2 separate regions of the Mus musculus genome follow, and region 2 is linked to region 1. The links are chromatin contacts, called in public Hi-C maps. All regions are on one chromosome and are shown on one strand. The core of a region is the stretch at or near the end of the contact, and the rest is flanking DNA. Distances in the headings are between cores, read along the strand shown.

What was found. A called contact is a pair of places that touch in the nucleus more often than the background predicts.
Region 2: a Hi-C map of cortical neurons shows a contact between it and region 1, with 1.6 times the contacts expected there. The contact joins two enhancer-like sites. A contact is called at or near these places in 2 of 15 datasets of contacts at CTCF or cohesin (the NIH/3T3 cell line and large pre-B cells) and 3 of 484 Hi-C or Micro-C datasets (cerebral cortex and cortical neurons).

What each region holds. Positions count from the first base shown.
Region 1 is chr8:68,480,592-68,488,059 of GRCm38.p6, reverse strand. All of the region lies in intron 3 of Csgalnact1 (chondroitin sulfate N-acetylgalactosaminyltransferase 1), which reads left to right. Among named protein-coding and RNA genes, the nearest start is that of 1700125H03Rik, 120 kb to the right of the region's middle. Within about 2 kb of position 3,854, at least 12 of the 459 cell types and tissues checked have an H3K27ac peak or open chromatin away from gene starts, as enhancers often do. A contact at or near this core is called in cortical neurons, where this site is marked.
Region 2 is chr8:68,684,874-68,692,341 of GRCm38.p6, reverse strand. All of the region lies in intron 1 of Csgalnact1 (chondroitin sulfate N-acetylgalactosaminyltransferase 1), which reads left to right. Among named protein-coding and RNA genes, the nearest start is that of Csgalnact1, 47 kb to the left of the region's middle. Within about 2 kb of position 4,376, at least 20 of the 459 cell types and tissues checked have an H3K27ac peak or open chromatin away from gene starts, as enhancers often do. A contact at or near this core is called in cortical neurons, where this site is marked.

The sequences.
Region 1 (7,468 bases), core at 2,605-5,104:
CACTCCATGGCTCACTGATGCCATTGGGCAGAATTTGCAGGTTATTACGTTATCCCAGGCCATTGGGTTTGAATGTGTTTTAACTGGCAACTTCTTTAATGAACGAATCCTCTAAGGTGCTGGAAGAACATTTCTCTTCTCCCTCCCCCTCTACTCTTCTTCCTTCTCTTCCTCCTCCTCCCCTTCCTCCTCTCTTGAAAGCCTCTAGAGAGCTAAGAAACTTCACAAGTTATTCCATAAAATTAAACATGAGAGACAATGACTTTTTAAAGTTATTTTTTGGTACAATCCACAAGCCAGTAATAGCCTTGAGGGCTATAATTTGGAAATATGTTAAAACCTTAAAATGTATGATAAACATATCTTTTTGCCCATTCCTTCCTGAAGCACAGATGGTGTGAGCCTTTGCTGTGTTCCATGCGATGGCTCCTCTAGTTCTAATTTCCAATTCTATTTCCCCACTGACTTAAAACCAAGCAGCACCTTTATACTGTGTCAGAGGCTTCTGCAGTTTTCTGAGTATTGACTACTTCTGGGGGCAATAGTGAGACATGCAACAGAAACCCACAACATATCACTGTACTTACCAGAACTGTTCAGATTACAGCTTCTCCTTGTTTGGTCTGCACAGAAGAAAACAGCATCCAGTATAGAAGCATTCTAAGAAACTGCATATGATTATTGTTTGAATCTCTGGGGCATTCTCATGCTCCCTTTAATTGTCATTCCCTGAGCATTTTTGACATTGTGAAAAGAGTTTGGGTCACTTGGGGCTTTTTCATTTCAGATTCAATTTTCTGTTCCTTCTGCTTTTAGACTTTCCAAGAAATAGCTTTTGGTGCATTTCATTTAATTTTCCCCAGACCTTGGTTTAATGGCTTCTGTGGGGTCATCGTGGTGTGTTGTTGTCCTTGTTTTGACATCACCGTCCACAGCAATGGGAGGGGCAGGTGCTTGATCCTCAAGAAACTTTCTTCTTCATTATACTCCCAGGGAGCTTAGTGCTAAATCCAATTATCTGCTGTTTGCAATGTTTATTCTTTTTCTTAAATCACTGGGTATGATGCCTTCTCGGGGTCAGTTTTTAAAATATGAATTTTTATTTTTAATTAAGTTTATGGGTTTGGAGAGTAGGTGCATACAAGCACAGGCATGTACAGGTCCAGAGGCACACATCTGGTCTTCATGGATCTGGAGTTATAATTGATTCTGAGTCATTGAACATGGTTGCTGGAAGCCCAACTGAGGTCCTCTGCAAGAACAGTACATGCTTTTTAACCAGTGAACCCTCTCTCCAACCCCTTCAGTGTTATTTATTTATTTGAAAAGAAGACCACGTGTTTACATCTGGGCACCTAGAGCAATGGAGTTGGTATCCATCACAGCAAAAGAGGACTTAGGAAACTTGGCAAGGCTACATACATTTTGCTAGCATACTTAAAATTTTCTTTTCATGCCCTCATAGTTTTGAACGGCTTATCATTTTGGCCCTTTGAAGATGTTTTACCTAACCTTTCCTTATCATGAATCCAGTTCCTTTCCCCAATTAGATGGTGCCTTCTTACAGGAAAGGATCTTTGCAGCTCCAAAGCAGGGAGAATTATTATATTGTGGATATTTGACAAATTGAAGCCGAGCATAAGTCTACTGTGCATGCTCCAAATGAACAAGATCCACTCCTTGTACTCCAAGACCTCCTTCTCTTTTATAAGGATAGAAAGTGCAAGAGAGTGTGTTGAAGTTAGAGTGTAGTTCAGAAGAAGTGGGTTTACCTAGGCTGTGGTGGCTCTGGGATCATTCCCCAGAAACACAAACAGCAGAAACAGCAACGAAAATATAAACATATATGATATGAGTCATGAATAAGATAAAAATCACAGTACTTTATGACTAAGTAGGATATAAATAGAGCAAATGTTTATAAATACCTTGGTATTTAATGTAATAAAGGATAGGGTGAGGATTCAGAGGAGAAAATGTTAAAAGTGAAGAAAAAAAAAGAGTACTTAAGGCAAACATTACAACATGATCACAGAAATGGCTAAGTACCATGGGGTGACTGACAGGAACCCATGTTCAGGTCAGATATAGTTTAGATAGACACTATATCTATATAATAGCTCATCTATGTGAATACTCTCCTGTTACTCACATGGTTCAGATGCTAGGCATGCAAGGTGACACCTCATTTCCTATGCCATCTTTCCTAGGGTTTGAGACGGAACCCTTTGGCTCTGGGTTCCTACTGATGGCTGGGATATGGTAGGAAATAGGACTGGGCGGTGAAGGAAAGGCCAAGTTGGAAGGAGTTTGGTTGTCAGCAGGAGGGGTTTCCAGTTACTTGTTTTTCTGAAAATTCATCATTGAAGTTGTAACTCAGAAAAACAAAGGCAGAAGTAAGGAACATAAGAAGTGGGAAGGCCAGTCGTCAGAACATACAGCAGAGAAATGTCTAAGGAGATAGATAGGAAAGAGACAGAAGATAATAGGCCTTCGTGGTATGGAAATTATTTTTATACCATTCTTATATGTTCTAATTCCCAGCAATCTTCAACTGTTGTTTATTATTCCTAAGGGAGGATGGATTCTCCCACCATAAAGCAGCTATGTCTGGTTCAACACAAGTTTATTTTAAACTCTACATCGCAACAATACTCTGATTGTAACCATTTCATATTTCAAAAAGATGGAAAGGAGAGAAGCAGCAACACAAAAGACCCATGCCTTCTGACAAACTGAAGATGACAAACTAGTATAGAAGTCCCAACACACAACAGTCCTGATACACTATGAATGTCAGGACCATCTTTCCAAAAAGAAAAAGAAAAGCTCTAGTGGGTTATGGGAAGTTGGAAGATTCAGAAGGATTCTGTCTTCTACATACATCCAGGAGCCTGTGTGTACAAAAGGAAGTGAAAAGGAGGCAGAATAAACCTGATTATTTTCTGATGGAAAGTCATGAAGCCCATCACTGGACTCTGACTGGCATAACAGTGTCAGGATCTGACAGGAAGGTAGCAGTGGATTACAGCGAGTACATAAAACAGGATAGGATCAGTGGTCTGCTCCATGCCTACAGCGTGTGAGGACCAAGCTCAATTCACATGTGGAAGATCAAGTTCTTTTCCTTCAGAGAATTCAGAGATCACATAACATTTCACCTTGGTAAGATGTGATGAGGAGAGACAGCTGAGACTCTCTTGGATGCGTGAGATCCCGCCTTCATTTAATTTGTATTGAGAGGCTGAGAGTAGAAAAGGGTGGCACTGGCCAATGTGATTTAGTTGTTAAGTGGTAGCTGGCCAGAATGTGACATAGATATTTGATTGAACTGTAGGCTTTGACATTGTTTTTCCAAATAAAAGAACATTTATACATACATGTAAGGGTCCACTCAAAGCTGTCCCAGTTACTGCCAAACTGAGTTTTCAACCTCCTGTCTGGGAGTTTCTTCATCCATCCAGAGACAACTGGTGAGCATAGCACGCCTTTTCCATTTGGCCCAGATTTGCTTTTAAATTAAGTGCAGAAGCAGTGAAAATTCTAGCAGATGGATTAATTAGCTAATTGTTTTATAATAATCTAGAAGGCGTGTGCTTTGGGGTTTAAGCCTTTCCATCTCTAAGATAAGGATGCTGGCTACTTGCCTCCTTTTCTGGAATGTCGTGATGAGCTAGTGAGTAGTCTCATCTGCGAGGGGATTTGAGCTCTCTGAAATGAGTCTAAGGTCTTTATTCTTTTTAATTTATCATTGCAGTTTTCTGTAATAGGACGTGACAGCTTTGTCAGTACCCATGACTCACATTCTTAGGCACTCCTGCTGCCGTTTGGGCTTAGAGAATAGCTGGTAATCTGTTGTGTGATGGGCTTTGCTCTGGGGAGTGGCAGAGAACATGGCTGAGGCTCAGCAACATTATTCTAGAAGCAGCAGCTCTCCAATTTTAGGATGCAGTAAAATGTTGAACACCATCTCCCCCTCATTGCATGTGGCTTCTTCCCAGTTACTCTTTTCTCATTAGAATATCTTTGAAGTGAGATGTGAAGTCTTACCAACTTTGTGGGTAATTGATTTTTCTCTGCTTTGCTTCTTGGAAGCAATGTTTATTTATCATCATTTATAATTTATAAGTGCAGAGAGCAAATCCTAAGTACAAACTCTACTACTTTTCTACAATAATTAATAAGACAGCTTATAGATACTTCGAAACCATACGTATCTATAGTCAGGGGAGGGTTAGTGAACAAACATTTTTTTACAGTATGATCTTTTTTGTCCATTTCTATTCTTGACACTTATAAATGATAAAATGGTTGCAGAAATGATTAAGTGTTAAGTGCTCAAACATTTTACAGTTTATCTTTGTATGTATGTATGTATATATGTATGTATGTATGTATGTATGTATGTATGTATGTATGTGTAGACATTTGCATTTCTCTGTATAAATGTGGATGTACATATAGGGGTAAAAGGAAAACCTAGGATATTGGTCCTTGCCTTTCACCTTATTTAAGATGTGTTCTCAAGTTCTAAATCACTGTGTATACCAGCCTAGCTAGCTAGCTGGTTTCTGGGAATTCCATCCCTTCCACCACTTCCTTCTTACATTAGGAGTATTAAGATCACAGGTACCTACAACTATATCCTGCTTTGTGTGAGTTCTGGGATCTGAACTGAGATCTTTAGCTGCTGCCCAACAAGTGATTTACCTACTGAGTCCTCTTCCCTGCCTCCCTAGGAGCAGAAGGTGACAGATCCTACCCACCCGCACCAATTTTGAGCAAGACATGGGGAGCTGTGGGGAGAGTTGATATTTTGCAAAGACCATGTTCCACAGACTTCCTACCTATACCAGTGTGGCAGACATCTGCCTGTTCCATGGTCTTTTTTATTTTTTTCCTTGCTACTCTTCCCTCCCCCACCCCTGACTATCTCTCACACATACATATACTTGGAGCTAAACTACTTCAAAATATTTTCATATTCATTGTCTTTGTTTCCTTCACATACTCTACCTCAGCTCCAGCCCCTTCTATACTCTTTCCCAGCCATATTGGACAGCTCAGTTGTATCCTTTCTATGAGTGTATTGTTAAAATTTTCATTTTTAATACTTTCGATTAAGGATGACAAGCCCATAGACTCACCCTTCATCTTAAGAAATAAATTCTTAATAACAAGTGTTCTCTGATATAGTTTTCAAAGAGTCTACTCCTTTCCCCGGAAACATTCTACTTCATTCCTATCAAAGGACAAGTACAGTCCTAAGCTAGAGAGCTCTCTGTGGACATAAAGACTCATTATATTTCTCTTCCACATATGATGAGGTCTGTCCATTCCTACCAGTCAAATACATTAGAAATACACCACCCTGAATATGTGGGATTATTACATGTAGCAAAGATTAGGTTAACAGATACTATGGAGGTTCATAAGGTATCTAAAAGTGGTTATGAAACCTAGAATTTGGATTTGGGCATTGGCTAGATGTACATGGAAGAAACATCAAGAGAAAGGGAAAAGGAGAGAGATTGGGGTAGGAAAGGGAGATCACACAGTGAAAGAAGTAGCAGGGAACAAGTTCAGGCTTATGTTTCATAATACACCCACTCACACATATATTGTGTATTTATTTCTTTGTCTCTGTCTGTCTTCCTTTGTTTCTCTCTTTCCCTCTCCCTCCTGCCCCGCCTCACTCACACACACACACACACACACACACACACACACACACACACACACATACACACGATCATCTTTCTCTGAGGAAATAACTCAGTTCTGAGAGAACTAAATTACTTTCTTTCTATGATTGTGCCCTGTGCCCTTCTATAGGAAATTATCGCCATCTCACTATTACAGTGGAACTTAGCTTCCAGAACACGATCCTATGGGAGACATACTGAGTCCATATCACACAATAAACAGGTATTGAAACCAGAATTAGCAGAGTTCCCTGTTTAGTCATGGATAGCCCTACTACCAGTGCCTTGGTGGTACCAGTCCCAGTTAAGGCAACAGAGAACTGCTCTGGAAATGCCTCTTGATTCCCTGTTCAGTTTATCTGCCTTCCCTGCCTATGACAATAAAGTCCCCACAGCTGAACAGTCACCTTTACTCATCACTCTCAAGCATACCCACTTGACCCCTCTAACATCATCTCTTGGCTCGTTTCAACACACCAATGACCCTTCATTTTTCTCTAGCCCTGGCCTGACTTCTCTGACAGGCTTCTTCATCTCTGCCTAAATATCTCTAAGTGCATCAACTTGATTTGTCAAAGGCCAAACTTATTATATGCATCCTGAATTTAATATTTCTGGTACCAAAACCTTGAGCCACTTGAGCCACTGTTGCCTTCACCGAGACTCGATGGTGCTTCATGCTGCCAAGCCACAGGCATTCATAGTTCAGTCACCTGTCGGATACATCCTCGCCCTCTTTCAGTATCTGTAAAACTCTATCAAACTCTTAGTCCTTGTCTCCTGCACAGACCTTGTCTGAACTCTTTGGAGGAGATGGACTGTCCCTACTATGTAGCACCATTGGCCCCTTTGTTCCTCTATTATCACAGCTGCCTCATTCATTCATTTATCCCTCACTTCCAGCACTAAACTTTTAACTCTTTAAATTCAGGAACCGTATCCCACTACTCTTTATGTAATGTGATCTGTGTATCTACCATAAATAACTGGTATAGATGTGTTAATAGATACAGAAATAGATTAAAGCATCTCACCTATTGAATGAGACCTGGCCCTAAGGGGGATATTAGTTAAAACTTGTTAAGTATCTTGTTGTCTAAGGATTCCCTCCCTCTCCTCCTTTCCCCCTCCCTCTTCCTCCTCCCCCTCCCTCTCCCTCATTCCCCCTCCCTCTCTCATTCCCACTACCTCTACTCCTCTCTCTCACACAAGCACACAACTGTGTGTGTGTGTGTGTGTGTGTGTGTGTGTTTGCATGTGCATTATGACATGTGTACAGCGGCCAGAGGACAACTTTTGGTAGTTGATTTTCTTCTTATACTGTGTGGGCCCCCAGGATCTAATCCAGGTAGTCAGACATGAAAGACAAGCAAGCACCTTTACTGACTGAGTTATCTTGCTGGTCTTATCTAAGAATTTTTCTTAGAATTTTTCTAGACCTAGAAAAACTAGGAACTTGATAATTTAATAAAAAATATTAAGTCAAGTATGTTATGTGCTTGTACTTTGCTTTACTGAGAAAATACATTTTGCAAAAATATCAAGATTGGTGTTGGGAAAGCTGTGCAATTTTTTCCTTTTAAGTTATAACTTTTGAGAAAATTTGTTTTTATTTTGGCTATGACTCCTAATCATTTCACTAATATCTTTTTCAGTGAAAAACACATTTTTCATTTTATCTATAATTTTCATCTACAAATCATTGTTATTCTACCTTTGCACTTAAGGAAATGTCAGACTCTGAGATGGGAACTTGGACTCTT
Region 2 (7,468 bases), core at 3,127-5,626, 200 kb before region 1:
TTACAGTAATCCTGTGAATTATTAATTTCCCTCAGTTTATCCCCACAGAAGCTTAGAAGTTTCAGTCATTTGCTTGAAGTCACAAAGTAGCAAAGAGGAGAATGAAAGATTTAATATAGGGCTGCTGACCAGTAATTGCATATAATTATGACTGTATTCTGAAGATGAATGCTATAAGCAGGCTTACGTTAATCTTTATTTCCAGTGCTATTTGGGTATGTGGAGTGGGATGAGAATGTAAGAAACTGTGAATGTGAAATTTTAATCCTTTAAAAGAAAAGTGTACTATTATTGCAGAATAAATTACTTTGCTTAAAATACAAGGTGATAATTATAACAGTTACTTAATAATAAACCATGATTGACATGACAGGAGGACCTTGTAGTCTCTTAAATGAGTTGAAACATATTTAGACATAGATTACCTTCAAGACAGGACAAACCCTGTACAAAGAACGAGTAATTAAGCAGTGTACTAGGCATATAGGAAAGAGGTCTGACCTGAAGGTGAGGAATAGTTTAAATGGATGGGTTATCCTCTCTCTCTCTCTCTCTCTCTCTCTCTCTCTCTCTCTCTCTCTCTCTCTCTCTCTCTCTCTCACACACACACACACACACACACACACACACACACACACACACACACACACGTGCATGTGCACAGATGCACATGCCTGCACAGGTTCCCATGCACATGTGTGTATGCATGTGTATAAGCCAGGGGGTGAATACTAAGCATCTCCTCAGTGGCTATTCACCTCAATTTTTGAGACAGGGTCTCTCACTAAATGTCAAGTTCTCAAATTTTGTTAGACAGTGTTGAGTTTGGATCTTTTGCTGTGTATTGTAATGTTAAGTGCAGGCCCCCAAGACCTTTTCCCAGGAGACTAGGGAGTCTGAATGTAGACCTAAGTAACACTTTGTGACCTTGACCCAAGTTATTTCTGATTGGTAAATAAAGATGGCTACAGCCTATAACTGGGCAGAATTTATGTGGCAGGATTTAGGGTTCCCAGGCTTGGGGTCAGAGGGGACCATGAGGAGAAGAGAAGAAGGCGAAGGAGGAAGGGGAAGACGCCATGGGTTAGGGGGTCAAGAAAGTATGGTCCCAAGGGCTGGCCAGTTGAAGTTAAGAGCATCCCAGATGGGCGGTTATCACATAGAAGAATTCGAATTGCTACATTCTTATCTCCTTGTACTAAGCTCAAGTCTAAGTGGATCAAGGAGGAAAACATAAAACCAGAGACACTAAAACTTATAGAAGAGAAAGTGGGCAAAAGCCTCAAAGATATGGGCACAGGGGAAAAATTCCTGAACAGAACACCAATGGCTTGTGCTGTAAGATCGAGAATCGACAAATGGGACCTCATAAAATTGCAAAGCTTAGGTAAGGCAAAAGACACTGTCAATAAGACAAAAAGACCACCAACAGATGGGGAAAGGATATTTACAAATCCTAAGTCAGATAGGGGACTAATATCCAATATATATAAAGAACTCAAGAAGATGGACTCCAGAAAATCAAATAACCCCATTAAAAAATGGGGCTCAGAGCTAAACAAAGAATCCTCAACTGAGGAATACCGAATGGCTGAGAAGCACCTGAAGAAATGTTCAGCATCCTTAATCATCAGGGAAATGCAAATCAAAACATCCCTGAGATTTTACCTCACACCAGTCAAAATGGCTAAGATAAAAAACTGAGGTGTCAGCAGATGCTGGCGAGGATGTGGAGAAAGAGGAACACTCCTCCATTGCTGGTGGGATTGCAAGCTTGTACAACCACTCTGGAAATCAGTCTGGCAGTTTCTCAGAAAATTGGATAGTACTACTGAGGGATTCAGCAATACCTCTCTTGGGCATATATCCAGATGTTCCAACTGGTAATAAGAACACATGCTCCACTATGTTCATAGCAGCCTTATTTATAGTAGCCAGAAGCTGGAAAAAACCCAGATGTCCCTCAACAGAAGAATAGATACAGAAAATGTGGTACATTTACACAATGGAGTACTACTCAGCTATTAAAAACAATGAATTTATGAAATTCTTAGGCAAATGGATAGATCTGGAGGGCATCATCCTGAGTGAGGTAACCCACAAAAGAACTCACATGATATGCATTCACTGATAAGTGGATATTAGCCCAGAAACTTAGAATACCCAAGATAAAATTTCCAAAACACATGAAACTCAAGAAGAAGGAATACCAAACTGTGGATACTTTGTCCCTCCTTAAAATGGGGAACAAAATACCCATGTAAGGAGTTACAGAGAGAAAGTTTGGAGATGAGACAGAAGGAAGGACCATGCAGAGACTGCCCCACATGGAGATCCATCCCATAATGAGCCACCAAACGCAGACACAATTCCATATGCCAGCAAGATTTTGCTGATAGGACCCTGATATAGCTGACTCTTGTGAGGCTATACCAGTGCCTGGAAAATACAGAAGTGGATGCTCACAGTCATCTATTGGATGGAACACATAGCACCCAATGGAAGATGTAGAAAAAGTACCCAAGGAGCTGAAGGGGTCTGTAACCTTATAGGAGGAACAGCAATATGAACTAACCAGTACCCCCTGAGCTCATGTCTCTAGCTGCATATGTATCATAAGATTGCCTAGTCGGCCATCATTGGCAGGAGAGGCCCTTGGTCTTACAAAGATAATTTGCCCCAATACAGGGGAATACCAGGGCCAGGAAGCGGGAGGGGGTGGGTTGGAGAGCAGGGTGGGTGGGGGGAGGGTATAAGGGACTTTTGGGATAGCATTTGAATAGTAAATGAAGAAAATATCTAATAAAAATTGCTTAAAAAAAACCCCAAATTGGCCCATGTTAAAAGAAAGAAAGAAAGGGAGAAAGAAAGAAAGAAAGCATCCCAGATGAAATGTAGTAAGTAGTAACTCAGAGTTATTGATAGGAAATAGACTTTAATAGCATAGAGGGTCGATGCTTGCCCAGCTCTAGTGCTGATTATGGCTTATTGTAATATAAAGGTTGTGTGTGTGTCTTTTATCCAGGAACCAAACCATCAAAGGCAGGGTAGAAACCCTGGATTAGAATCAAAAATTTCTGGCTGGTGAGCCTCCTATCTCTGCTTCCCTAGCTATAGGATTATAAATGTTCACTGATGCACGTGGCTTTGTACACAGATCTGGGCATCTGAGCTCAGAGCCTTATGCTTGTGTCCCAAGTACTTTATCCACTGAGCCCTCTCCCAGATGGGTACTCTTTAAGATGGCTTTTGATATTTGTAGATAAGCAGGATGGTTGCTGGTTGAGAGACGGGTAAAACAATAAAGAGAAACTTTAACTTACATTTGGAGATGTGGACAGAAAGAGCTGGAAAGGGCTTCCTCCCCAGCTTCACAGTGAGCAAAGCTGGGCAAACAGTGAGCTGACTATTCATGAGGCTGACAATTTTGCCTCAAGTATAATAGAGGGCAGGTCTCAGCATTAACTTGCCCCCTGCTCCTTGGCAACCTCACAGGATTACAGAATTCTGAATGTCCTCTCCACAGAGAAATAATAAATGTACAAAAAGACAAATGACCAGCTTAACCTCAAATTTGCAAATTTGAGAACTCGAGGTTTAGAGAGAGATGCTGTCTCAAAAATTGAAGCGAATAGTTGCTTACTATTCACCTCTGGCTTATACACATGCATACATACATGTGTGTGAGGACCTGTGCAGGCATGTGCACATGTGCATGCACACACATAATATAAACTTACAATTGTTTGCATCTATCCAAACATCACACTACAACAAATACAACCTTTAGGCATGGCGCCCCTTGTGTAAGTAGAGAATGCATGAAGAAGCATGAGTTTTGGTCTTGGACTTGTGAGTTTTGATCCTAACTTCAACACCGTGTGCTCTGTCCTTGTGCTCATAGCTTGCTCCCTGTCCTGGGGGCTAGTACCTCCATCAGGGTTCAGAGACAAGGTTTTGGGAAAGTGAGTCTCATGATAGCATCTGGGAGATCAATGACACTATACATGGTTAATTTATCCTTTTCTAGATTGAGGAATATTATATCTCACAGCAAGGAACAAGAGAGTAATGCCTGTGGCCATGGCAGTGTGTTAGCCTGGCCTCCAAGCACTCAGTGTGGTCCACACAGAATCAGCCCCAAGAAGCCTGCCAGGACCCTGCAATCAGCCATTTAATCTGCAGGGTGGTAGGCAGTATTTTTTCTTCCATGTTCATTCTTTTTATAGCTTATGACACATTCAGCAATTAAGATTCTGAAAAAATATGAATTTTTAAGTGTGCTAGTATTGCTGATTTGGGGTTTATGCTGTAAAAGCTTCCAGATAAGGTTTAGCTTTATTTGGCAGTGTTCATTTCTTTAAATAGAAGCCACAGCACACACCACTTCTTGTCAATCAGCACACAGGATCCAATCTACTGGATTTCATCACAGTAGCCATCTCTTGTGCAATTTATTACTGAGTTGCTTAGAATTCTTTCTCTACTTCTTCTCTGACACACCTTTGTGAAAGAGAGAAATATCTATGACTGCTATAAAATTGATTGATAAACACATTTGGGTAAAAATATGAGTTTCCAAAAACAGTTCCCACCTCTTTTTTTATTCCCTGGAATACAACTCAGCTGTGTTACCAGATGACAATTTACCTCGTATTGGGATTAGACTAAATGTGAGGACTGTCAGCTATCCTTTACAGGGCTATAAGAACCTAAAGTTCGGTTAGCTTCTGGGACATGTTTATGCTATAAAACAGACATTAAGAAGGAAAAGGACTACATAAAGTCTGGTCTCAACCTATTGGACACTGGCAGTTGCTGAAAGAAGCAGAGGCTACAGAGCCAGTTTTCCTTAAAGTCCTCTGGGACTAAGACGATATTTCTCTCTATCTATTATAATAACTACTATTTCCAGGAACCATATTCTACCTGAGAGCATAGAAACAGAATAAGGGAGGGATCTATGCATTGGGCAACCTGGAAAGCATTTAACAGCACTCCAGTTGGTTCTCCAGTATTAATAAAACAGAACAAAGTCTGAGGATGAGTTCAGGAGAATTGCTTCTCAAACTGGCAAACTGCACTGTGAAGAAGTAATTATAGGCCTCCTACCCGATTTAACACATTTTACAAGAAATGTTAAATGAAGCATCTCCCTCCTTCAAAACATGCTCTCTCTTCTTGGATATTTTTTTCCTACAGAAAAGCACAGAGAGAAAGACAACAGGCACTCACCTCCCCCTTCCTGAACTTAATAAATACTTGTGTTAAGTCCTTTCTGCTTCAGATTATTTTAAAACAAAAGGAATAAAATATCCCAGATAACCGGACTGTTTGCTCTCCCTCCTTCCTCTGGAGAAGTCTTGGTGGTAAACTTGGTGTGTTTCCTGTCTCCAAGTACATAATCCTTAAACTGATCCTTGTCTTTTAAGGGACCCATCCTTCTTAGAGATGCTCTTACTGCCTCATGGTAAGTGCTATAAAGCAAACCAGAGGTTAGGCTGCCACAGCCTTACTGAATGGTAATTATTTCCTAGTACATGGACTATAAACTCTGCCCAGTCCCTAGATATAGTCAAGCTGTGTTAATTTTCAATTATGCATTTTATAGAATGACAGAGACAATTACATTAATTTATAGCTTTCTCTGAGGTTTTTAATATTTTAAGCCAGAAGTCACAGATCATTTCCAGGGACATAGCTTAAGCTGGTTAATTAGGAACTTTTCCTAGAAGTATTCCTTAAGGAGGAAGAATCAAAGCTATGGGGACTTGGTAGCTTGTCTCCTTGCAAGCTGTGATGTGAGAATGGGACAAACCAGCAATTGAATCACTTATGGACCTAACCAAGCCATGACCATATGTTTTGCTCTGTTGCTGGCTTGAATGAATATTCTCAAAGGAGTCTTTGGAAAATGGAAGGTCTTTACTCTGAGTTACCACAGGCTATCCCTGAGCTTTTATGGACTGACACCTATGCTAAACATTCTAAATACATAAGTAACCTGAAGACTCCTCCATGTAAAAGCCCTCCAGATACTTCAGAATATTCCAAGTCAGGTTGAGCTTTGAAAGTCCAAGGTTCTCTTAGTGAGAGCTCCAAGACCCCATCAGAAAGCTGTGCTTTGAGCATCCAGCCCCCCTGGTCTCCTTTCTGCTTCATGAGTTCAGCAGGTGTTTCCCAGCTACAAGGTCACTTGAGCTTTGCATGCTGTAGAACACACATGCCTGTGTACATATGCATGCAGGCGCACATGCACACACACACACACACACACGTAAAGATCTTGACAGGCAATATTGAATAATTCTACTATTGAGAAGATAAATAAACAGGGGCCAAGGCCATGATCAGTTCAGTTCAGGGTGTGGAGTATTTGAGAGGGACAGTAGGGAAGTTTCTGAGATGTAGTTGGAACCAGGAGATTCTGGTGTCCTATAGCAAGGGAGAAAGGATGTGAGGTTAGAAATATAGGGAGGTGGGGAGATTTGGGAAGATTTAGGGGCAGTGAAGGAATACAATCCAAATATATTGTATGAAGGAGGTAAAATAAGAAATGTCTGTAATTAAAATGATTAAATAAATAAATCCAAGTGTGCTGGCATGTACTACATACACACACATGCACTTTCTTACCCATTCAAAACAAAACAATAACCAACAAGACAAAAAAAAAACCAAACCATGACAATAACAAAAATAATTCGTTCTCTAATGTAGTGATTCTGGGTATATCAACCACACTCCAGGGTAGGCCCCATGCTCAGGAGTAGTTGACCAACACAAAACATAGACTCCATGCTTTAAGGGGGTTGTGATTATGATTTTTAGGGTTTGGTTTGTTTGTTTGCTTGTTTTTAGTGGGTTCTGGAGATGGAGTGCAGATCTCCACATCTTCAAGGCAAGTGTTTTACTAACTGAGCCATCCATCTCTCCAGCTCCCATTTGCTTGTTAATTTTCTGTTCTCATCTTACCAGCCTGAGCCCCTTGAAAGCAAGACCTTGCTCCTTATCACTGGATTTAGGATGGTTTAGCTTGACAGCTACAGTCATCTGCCACAAAAATGATCTGTGAGAGAATGACTGTGTATGATGACGGTCACATATAATTCTGTCACTGATAATGTTGTAGTTGTCTTAGTTTATCCAAGTACACACTATGGTGTTTGTTTCTACAAGAATAAAATCATCCTGTAAGGCATTTCTGGATTGTATCCCTTGATAAGGGAACCATGATTATACAAGTACACATTTCTTATATAAGAATGATTAATAACATCAAGATTCTTTGATGGTCACTGAGACGAAGCTTAAGTCCTTTTCCAGAGACTTAAAGATGAAATTAACTTCTTTCCTTAAAAATGTACCTACTTGTATACAAACTTTTAACTAAAACACAAGCCAGCATCTCAATGAATTCAGCTCTCACTCTGTTTCCTTAACTTGCCACCAGTACTAAAAAAATGTT